Regions from separate parts of the Mus musculus genome. Here regions 2 and 3 are each linked to region 1. The links are chromatin contacts, called in public Hi-C maps. All regions are on one chromosome and are shown on one strand. Each heading gives the region's core, a stretch centred on a gene start, on an enhancer-like site or on the middle of the called end of the contact. The rest is flanking DNA. Distances are from core to core; before and after follow the strand shown.

Region 1 (2,628 bases), core at 40-2,539:
GAAAATCCCTCATTTAACTAGTTGCAAATCACTTCTGATTCAATTTTGTTTGTGTTTATCTCCATGTAAATAACAGTTAAGTGAGAGTTACAGATTTTTTTTTTCAAACACTGGCTGTGATAAACAACGCTAATGGCAAGTCCAGATAAGGAGAGAAACCACCCAGAAGAACCCATAAGTCCACGCTAAGGGGGAAAAATGGTATAGTCAGATGTTCATGTCCCTTCTCACCCAAACTTTATGTTTCCTAATCTTCAGACTGCTAGGAAGGGGACTGAAAAGGTTGCCAGGTGTGCTCTGTTGGATCTTGATCATGGTAAAGCAAGGGTGCCTGGTGAATATGACAGTTGGGGATCACCCAGCCACCCTCAGAAACAAAGATGCAAGTGTTTTCTCCAACTGTTAGCTTATAGCGCCTTGAAACAGTTTTCATGTCTCCACTTAAAAATAGGTAACACAATGCTATTTTCTTTCTGTCAACATTGTGACCACAATACCTTGGGGAAACATGAACAGAAGTAGTTACAGTAGCAGTCCAAGAGGCCTCCCTGTACCTATACTATGTTGGAAGCTTGAAGGTGTATTGGGTGGCCAGGGGTGGGGGTGGGGAATTTAATTGCCCGGAGAAATTCTTTATTCAATAAAATCGTCCCTCGTTTACAGATAGTTACAAGTTAAGGGCACATGTTGAAGTAAATCCTAACCCAGACCGCAGAGGATCCTGTTTGGGACACAACAAAGGATCTGAGAAGTAAGCCCAAGAAGTATTTGAGGTTTGGTTCAGAGAAGGCTAAAGGCTGACTGTGTGTGTCGCCGCCACGCTTTGCTGCCTCTGGGAACACAGAGCTGAGCCGCGGACTGGCTCCCTACGCCAAACGCGGTCCGCCACCCAACTCCTTCTGTAACGCCATTGCAGGTGGCATTGTGTTGGATTCTGAGTGTGTAGCATCTGAGTCTCGGAATTTAGGGGAAACAAGAATTTCCCGGGCTCCGCGGAGTTTCCCTCCGGCAGAGGCAGCGCGCCCTGAAGGGAGGGCGCTCCTTGCTCCGGGTGTGACACACCCGCAGCCCCGCACGAAGGTGCGTGGGGCGGGAGGGAGGTGCGGACTGGGAGAGGGGCGGCAGGGTTGCGTGGCACCTTAACTTTGATCGCGCGGCCGCGGGGCTGCGAGCCACCGCCGCCCCGCCCGAGCTGGGTGCCGCGGTCCTCGGCTCTGCGCCGCGCGTCTCCGCGGCTGCCTCTTTAATCAGGAACACAGAAGGGGCGGGCCCTGAGCGGGCGCGTAATCGGATCGCTCTGCCGCGGCTCTGACATCCACATGCTGCTCGGCCTGAAAAGGCGAGGGGGGAGCCGGAGGGGAGGCAGAGGAGGCGAGCAAGGCACCAGCCTGCAGCCCGCCCCCGGCACATCCTCTGAAGCACAGACACTCGGCCGGGCGCTGGGCGAGGTGGAGGTGAGGGCGGGCGCCAGCGAACTCGGAGAGCCGCTCGCACACTCGCGGGCGATCCCAGCCGCCGCACCCGCAGCAACACCAGCAGCACCGGCCGCAGCAGCTTCCTGCCTCGCACTCCCCTCCAGAGACTGGCCAAGCGGGTGTAACCGCCGGGGGAGGCTCCAGCTTAGGGGAACCCAGAAAGGACAAGAGCCGGACGTCTGACTGCTTACCACTCCGCCTGTCCAGCGGTCGGTGCCTCTGCCCGCGTGTGTGTCCCGGGTGCCGGGGGACCTGTGTCAGTTAGCGCTTCTGAGATCACACAGCTGCCTAGGGGCCGTGTGATGCCCAGGGCAATTCTTGGCTTTGATTTTTATTATTATTACTATTATTTTGCGTTCAGCTTTCGGGAAACCCTCGTGATGTTGTAGGATAAAGGAAATGACACTTTGAGGAACTGGAGAGAACATACACGCGTTTGGGTTTGAAGAGGAAACCGGTCTCCGCTTCCTTAGCTTGCTCCCTCTTTGCTGATTTCAAGAGCTATCTCCTAGTGAGGTGGAGATATTCCAGCAAGAATAAAGGTGAAGACAGACTGACTGCCAGGACCCAGGAGGAAAACGTTGATCGTTAGAGACCTTTGCAGAAGACACCACCAGGAAGAAAATTAGAGAGGAAAAACACAAAGACATAATTATAGGAGATCCCACAAACCTAGCCCCGGAGAGAGCCTCTCTGTCAAAAATGGATATGTTTCCTCTTACCTGGGTTTTCTTAGCTCTGTACTTTTCAGGACACGAAGTGAGAAGCCAGCAAGGTAAGCCCTTCAAAGTTTTTCTATTCATTTTTACACGGTTTCCCCTTTAAAGGCGACAGCTAATGGAGAGAAGCCACTGAGAAGCGCTCATGAGGAGGCTCCCTCAATACTCAATCATTTAAAGGGAGATCTCAGCGGCCTTCTTTACACCACCAGGGCTGCTAAACCCAACTTTTCTCTCTTGCAAAGGGAGTGTGTGTGTGTGTGTGTGTGTGTGTGTGTGTGTGTGTGTGTTTTGTAACAGAATTTGGCGGTGTTCAGATGTCACATATGGACTGAATCAAAGGTTTAAAAATACTACAAAGCCTTTGCATTACAGTTTTGGGGATTTTTTTTTCCTCCCTGTCTTGAAGCAGAACACATCTCCCTTGAGTTTCC
Region 2 (2,628 bases), core at 60-2,559, 120 kb before region 1:
AAGCTTACTCCAGTGTTATTTTTAAGATAGATTATTTGCTGTATTTTCTAAGCTAGCAGATGTTCTGTGCTAGTCTATAAGCTGAGTACCCAGTTATTTGACAAAATTACTGAAATCAAATTAGAGAAAACAAACACTTCAAAAATAATGCTTTGAACAAGTGTGCATATTCCTCTCTGGATAACATCTTTGTGAGTGTGTAGATCAGACGTAATATACTTCCCATTGCAAAGTAGAAACAACTAAACAACCTATTTTGGTTAGCTGATTTTTGTTTAGAGTATTGCACTTAGTTTTCCTCTGAATGTGTAGCATTTTAGCAAAGTGGCATTAAGCTAGAAAATGCTCAAAGCCAAGTTTATGATGTTTTTCAAGTTTTCCTGATGTTGGTGCCTGTAAACATCTTCTAGCCAGATCTGTAGCTACATAAGAGTCACAGAATGGCAAGAAATGTGCGACACTGCTCAGCTCTGTTTGTCACCGAACCAACTTGAAATGAAAGGCGTATTTCCTTAAATAACATCTGCATTTCTGTACTCTGCATCTTAATCATAGGATGTGTCTGGTGGTGGGAAACTCATTTTTTGGTAATGGATCTAAGTAAGATATCGTTGTAAATGAGGATGTTTTATATATAGGTGAATAGGCTATGTTACAACTTTTCACAGCCTTTCCATCACCATGGCTATTAAATTCGCTTAAGAAAATTGGCTTATGAAGCATCAATTACAATCCTGACAAAAGTGCATCCTAACCTGCAGGGGCTGGGATGCACTGTAAACTTCAAACCATCTCCACTTCTCATCATCAGACATTTGCAGAAAATCCTGTGTGGTTTAATTCCTTTGCTTTTAATAAATTACTTAAGAAAATATTAGTGAGAGCGTTCTATTTCCTCTCCAACACTAATCTGCAAATGGGGAGATGGGCAGATCCAATGGCCTCTTTAGGATATTGCTCAGTGAAATTGCTGATTCTAGCAATGTTGGGCCAGAAATACATATGAACTGAAGGAACCTAGAATGTAAGCAGCAAATGCCTTGCTTTTGTGGTGTAGAGACTAATAGCTTTTTTTTTTTTTTTTTTTTTTTTTAAACAAGGCTCTTAATGCTCCAGCCTGCAGCAGGCATTGAGTGAATGAAACTTGGAGATCTCCCATGGACTAAAAGCCTCTTGCTTCGGCCTTCCTCCCAGGCCCTGTCACAGGCTTGTTCTAGGCTGTCCTAATCCTGCTAGAGAGAACTACCACCTGCCCATGCACCAACAGATGCACACTTTGTGTTTGAGTAAGCTCCCGAAAGTTTCACTTCCTGGGCTGGATCAGCCAAAGAAAGATAAATGTGTCCTCATCCAGACATGAGCTCTAACAGTACACTGTTGTGTGAAAGGCTAGGTTTCTGTTATGGCTTAAATCAAGATTGTTTTTATCAGGCTTATATTTAGGCCACTATATTAAAACACACACACACACACACACACACACACACACACACATACACCACTACATGATCTCAAGTAAGATAAAGTGCTTAAAGAATTAATTGGATCAAAGCCACTGACCTTATTTGTGTGTGTGTGTGTGCTCGCGCGCGATGAGGGAAATTTCCTTATAAGGAGTTCTTCAAGCAGGAATATTTCTGAGTCTTGTTAAGCAAAGAGCAAACTGAGAAATGAGTTTATAAATGCCTGTGCCTGTTTTCTGTCCCCTCACTCCTTCCTCAAGTGGCCTCACTTCCTGAGGACTTAAGAACATCTTAAACTTGGCGTCTCCTTGGCAGGACTCCTCTCTGTGTTATTTCCTACCCTCCAGTACAGCCATTCCAAGAATATTTGTGCCCAGTACACTAATCTATGGTACTACTGTTTCTAATTGTGATGTTAAAAACTGATCAAATTGCAGGAATAGATTAGACAAATTATGATTTATCTGTATAATTCAATAATATATAGCCATTAAAATTCACATTTCTGAGATGCATTCAATAGCACAGAACAAGGCCAATAATAAAGTCAGGAAAAATTTTTAGGTAGCATTAAGTTTTATGTATATATTTAGATATGTAAACAGAGGTCATCTTTGAGCAATTTTCCATAATAATAAATTAAGAAAAAAAAAATTAAGTCTATTTTTTAAATAATGAAATGCAAATTTATTCCCATAATTTCCATTAACTGACCATTTGTCTTAGAGTGTACTTCTCTCAGTAGTCAGTGTATTACCCTACTTAGGAAATGGTAACAGATGCTTTTGTACTTGAACGAATTAATCCTGTGTTAAGAGGACGATAGGATGAGACGGGGCAGCAGTCATTGGTAGTTTGTTGGAACTACAGGAATTTTCAGAGTCTGGAATCTGTTCCCTGTAAATCCACCCAAGGCTTTCAATAAAGCCAATCTCATACCAACTCCAAAATCTATGTTCTTAGACCCTCTACTGGTTACTGTCAAAGTGCAAGAACAATGTCCACTCTAGTTAAGCAGGAATAACTTTTGCATTATAGTAACAGGCTTACAGTACCATAAGGAATGTAGGAGGACAAGTCCTTGTGTGCATTTTTAGGAGAGCTCTGAAGCTCTGCTTCAGTACAGAGCACCCAAAGGGAGCTGCTTCCCCAGGGAGCTTTAGGT
Region 3 (2,628 bases), core at 55-2,554, 64 kb before region 1:
CAACAATAATCTTTGCCGTTGCTAGAACCTAAGGCCTTCTCTGGGCTAAGGTGTTCCGTGGTACAGAGTGGCTCTTGCTTCCTGAGGATGCGTGGCCTAACTGCTAATCAGAAGAGAAAAGAGGGACGGGGGTTTGAGGATGTAGATTCAAAATGGAAGAAGGATGCAGTCATGAAAACAGTACTTCCTGATACTTGAAAGGCTTGCAGGATTGGTTGATTCGGTGAGAATGACAACTGATTAACAATCAATGGAGCTATACTATAGTAGCCCCTGGCTGGAAAGCCAGCGCTACATACAACCCCCACCCCACCACACACACACACACACACACACACACACACACACACACACACACACATATAGTACAAGCAATAGCACAGAGGTAAAAGTCTCTCTTTGTCAGGCCCAGTCACCCATTTAGAGACTCAGCCCTATACTTTGAGGTGTGAGACCTATAGAGTGGCAGAGCAGAGAGGCTGCAGATATTCACTGAGAACAAAGCAACCGCGTACATGACTAGTGACCTCTTGGAAACGTTCGACCCAAAGGAAGACTGTATTTCCTTATTTGTAGTCTAGCCTGGGTTCCTGGTACTACTTGTTACCAGCCTTTTGCACTTCCTTGCTTTTGATATAAAAAGACAGTAATTTGAATTTGAATGCAGTATTAGTGTCCTGGGAGGATGTGAGCTGCTCAGAGCTTCCAGAAGGGCGTTCATTCCAAGAACCACAGTGAACAGATGAAGAAGGTTGATTGTCCCATGGTCCTTGCTTTCCCCCTCCTGGTCCCTGGCATGCTTGCTTGGAGATAGCTCCTTTCAGAGTCCTCCTCAAATGCCTATAATTATTTTAGACTTCCACTAAAGGGCTAAAGGATACCTATGAGTGGGGTGGGTAAACAAAACAGAGCCTGCTGGTCAGGACACACCGAGAGCAATGTCCTAGGGATGTCAGTTCCAGACCAAGTGCCAAACAGTACCCATCTGCCCCTGGAACAGCAAGTAGATGAAAGTGTGTGTGTGTGTGTGTGTGTGTGTGTGTGTGTGTGTGTGTGTGTGCACGCATGAGTGCACTCGTGCGCACGCACAAGCATGTGATTACCAGCATGGAGAAGAGAAGATAAAATCGCCTTCTGGATGTTTAATGCGGGAGGAGTCAGGCAGGGAAGTAAAGGGAGATGATGGTAAGATTAAATCAGTCTGCATCTGCTCTATCTCATTACCAAATGTCAGGGCACAGCTAAGGTCTCCACCTGATTTAAAGGAAAAGCATTCTGACGTAAGAAGCTGAAAAGCCACCCTTGCTTCCTTTGAACTTTCTTATACAGCACAGCATCTGAAGCTTCCTGTGTGACCAAGACAAGAACACGTGCACAAGACTGAGAAACAGCAAGAAACGGCCCGGCATTCTGGCTTTCTCAGCGACTGATACATACTTTAAACCTTTCACGTTCCTTCTTCACCCCTCCAAAAAAGTCTTTAGTTCAATATAGACATATTTTGGCTGAGAGTAGAATACCATTGACCAATAGGTTTTACTGAATTGTAGTGTTCTAGAAGCCATAGAGTAGCCATTTGGCCCAATTCTTTTTTCCTTTTTTAATTTGAAATACTTTTGTGGCCAGCAATGATGCAATTGCTGGTTTTCGACGTAAATAGCGTCATTTGCTGGACTTAGGAGAGATCATTATCTAAACCACAATTACTGTGGCCCTCTGAATTATAGACTGTCAAGTTGCTTTCTGTCCTCTTCCATCTCTCTTCAGCCAGCAACCTTACATCATACGTAATTTGTTCCATGGAGTGGAGGGTCCCAGGCTCTGATCAACAAGGTCTTGTGGCTGCCCTGAAGGTTCCCTGGCCACCATGCTGGAAATGGCCTTTCCTTTGAGACAAATGTTACAATGAGGGAAAAATGCAGTGCAGGAGGCCAGAGCATTAAATCAACTCATAAACCAGGAAGGTACTATGAGCCTAGAAGCCACATAGTACCACATAGTATCAGGAAGCCAAAGCAGGAAGGCTTCAAGGTGCGGGCTAGCCTGGACTATCGGGTGAGTTTGAGATCATATAATGAGACCCTGCATTTAAAAAAGAAAATTACTCTTCAGTGTGTTCTATATTTTACTCAAATTTCTGTGAAGCACTGATTTTATCCAAGGCACAAGTTTCCCCTTGCAAGGAGGCTGGGCCACTTGCAGGCTGGCAAGGGGTAGGTGACAGTGCTGTGCTGCAGAGGGGTTGGCCCTTGAGGATGGCTGCTTGGCTCACGTTTCCAGCTCCAGCATGTTCGCCCTAGGTGCACAGCACCCCTACACAAAGGCTACAGAAAAGCTTCTCCAGACCTTGGCTTTGTGTTGTACACAGTCAACACAATCGTTGCTAATCCTGAGAAGCACACAAAAGTCCAAAGGTATTATTAAAGAGAACAAAAAAAAATAGACAACAGCTTTCTGTTCTTGCTTAAAGTATAGCACTCACTGCATCTGATTCTGCCCTAAAGAACTAACATTATATCTGTGACAGAGGCTACAGCAAGCCAAGCAATGGTTAAGAAAAGCTGGGGCAGTAAGCTTTATCAATGCCTGTGTAACATCCCTCCAACTGTCTCCCCTCCAAGGCTACGA

Evidence for each region. Hi-C and Micro-C count contacts between places; a contact is called where the count stands out from the background.
Region 2: a contact with region 1 is called in a Hi-C map of uterus, with 4 times the contacts expected there. The contact joins the enhancer-like site here to the promoter of Nrp2 in region 1. A contact is called at or near these places in 7 of 39 promoter capture datasets (cranial neural crest, embryonic stem cells, hippocampal neurons and 4 more), 22 of 484 Hi-C or Micro-C datasets (the HL-1 cell line, the N1E-115 cell line, Sertoli cells and 7 more), 11 of 115 datasets of contacts at active chromatin or transcription factors (bone marrow-derived dendritic cells, bone marrow-derived macrophages, embryonic forebrain and 2 more) and 4 of 9 other capture datasets (adipose tissue, embryonic stem cells, liver and 1 more).
Region 3: a Hi-C map of the N1E-115 cell line shows a contact between it and region 1, with 5 times the contacts expected there. The contact joins the enhancer-like site here to the promoter of Nrp2 in region 1. A contact is called at or near these places in 1 of 39 promoter capture datasets (embryonic stem cells), 7 of 484 Hi-C or Micro-C datasets (the C2C12 cell line, CD4 T cells, the N1E-115 cell line and 1 more), 6 of 115 datasets of contacts at active chromatin or transcription factors (embryonic stem cells, regulatory T cell precursor and thymic regulatory T cells) and 4 of 9 other capture datasets (adipose tissue, embryonic stem cells, liver and 1 more).

The regions. Positions count from the first base shown.
Region 1 is chr1:62,702,028-62,704,655 of GRCm38.p6, forward strand. Nrp2 (neuropilin 2) reads left to right here and starts at 1,290. Exons shown (of 17, transcript NM_001077404.1): 1 at 1,290-2,250. The coding sequence starts at 2,178.
Region 2 is chr1:62,577,907-62,580,534 of GRCm38.p6, forward strand. The region is part of intron 21 of Pard3b (par-3 family cell polarity regulator beta); the gene reads left to right. Among named protein-coding and RNA genes, the nearest start is that of Gm34881, 53 kb to the left of the region's middle. Within about 2 kb of position 1,310, at least 17 of the 459 cell types and tissues checked have an H3K27ac peak or open chromatin away from gene starts, as enhancers often do. A contact at or near this core is called in embryonic fibroblasts and uterus, where this site is marked.
Region 3 is chr1:62,637,962-62,640,589 of GRCm38.p6, forward strand. It overlaps Pard3b (par-3 family cell polarity regulator beta), which reads left to right. Exons shown (of 23, transcript NM_001081050.2): 23 at 1-2,628. Among named protein-coding and RNA genes, the nearest start is that of Nrp2, 64 kb to the right of the region's middle. Within about 2 kb of position 1,305, at least 18 of the 459 cell types and tissues checked have an H3K27ac peak or open chromatin away from gene starts, as enhancers often do. A contact at or near this core is called in the C2C12 cell line, the N1E-115 cell line, regulatory T cell precursor and 1 more, where this site is marked.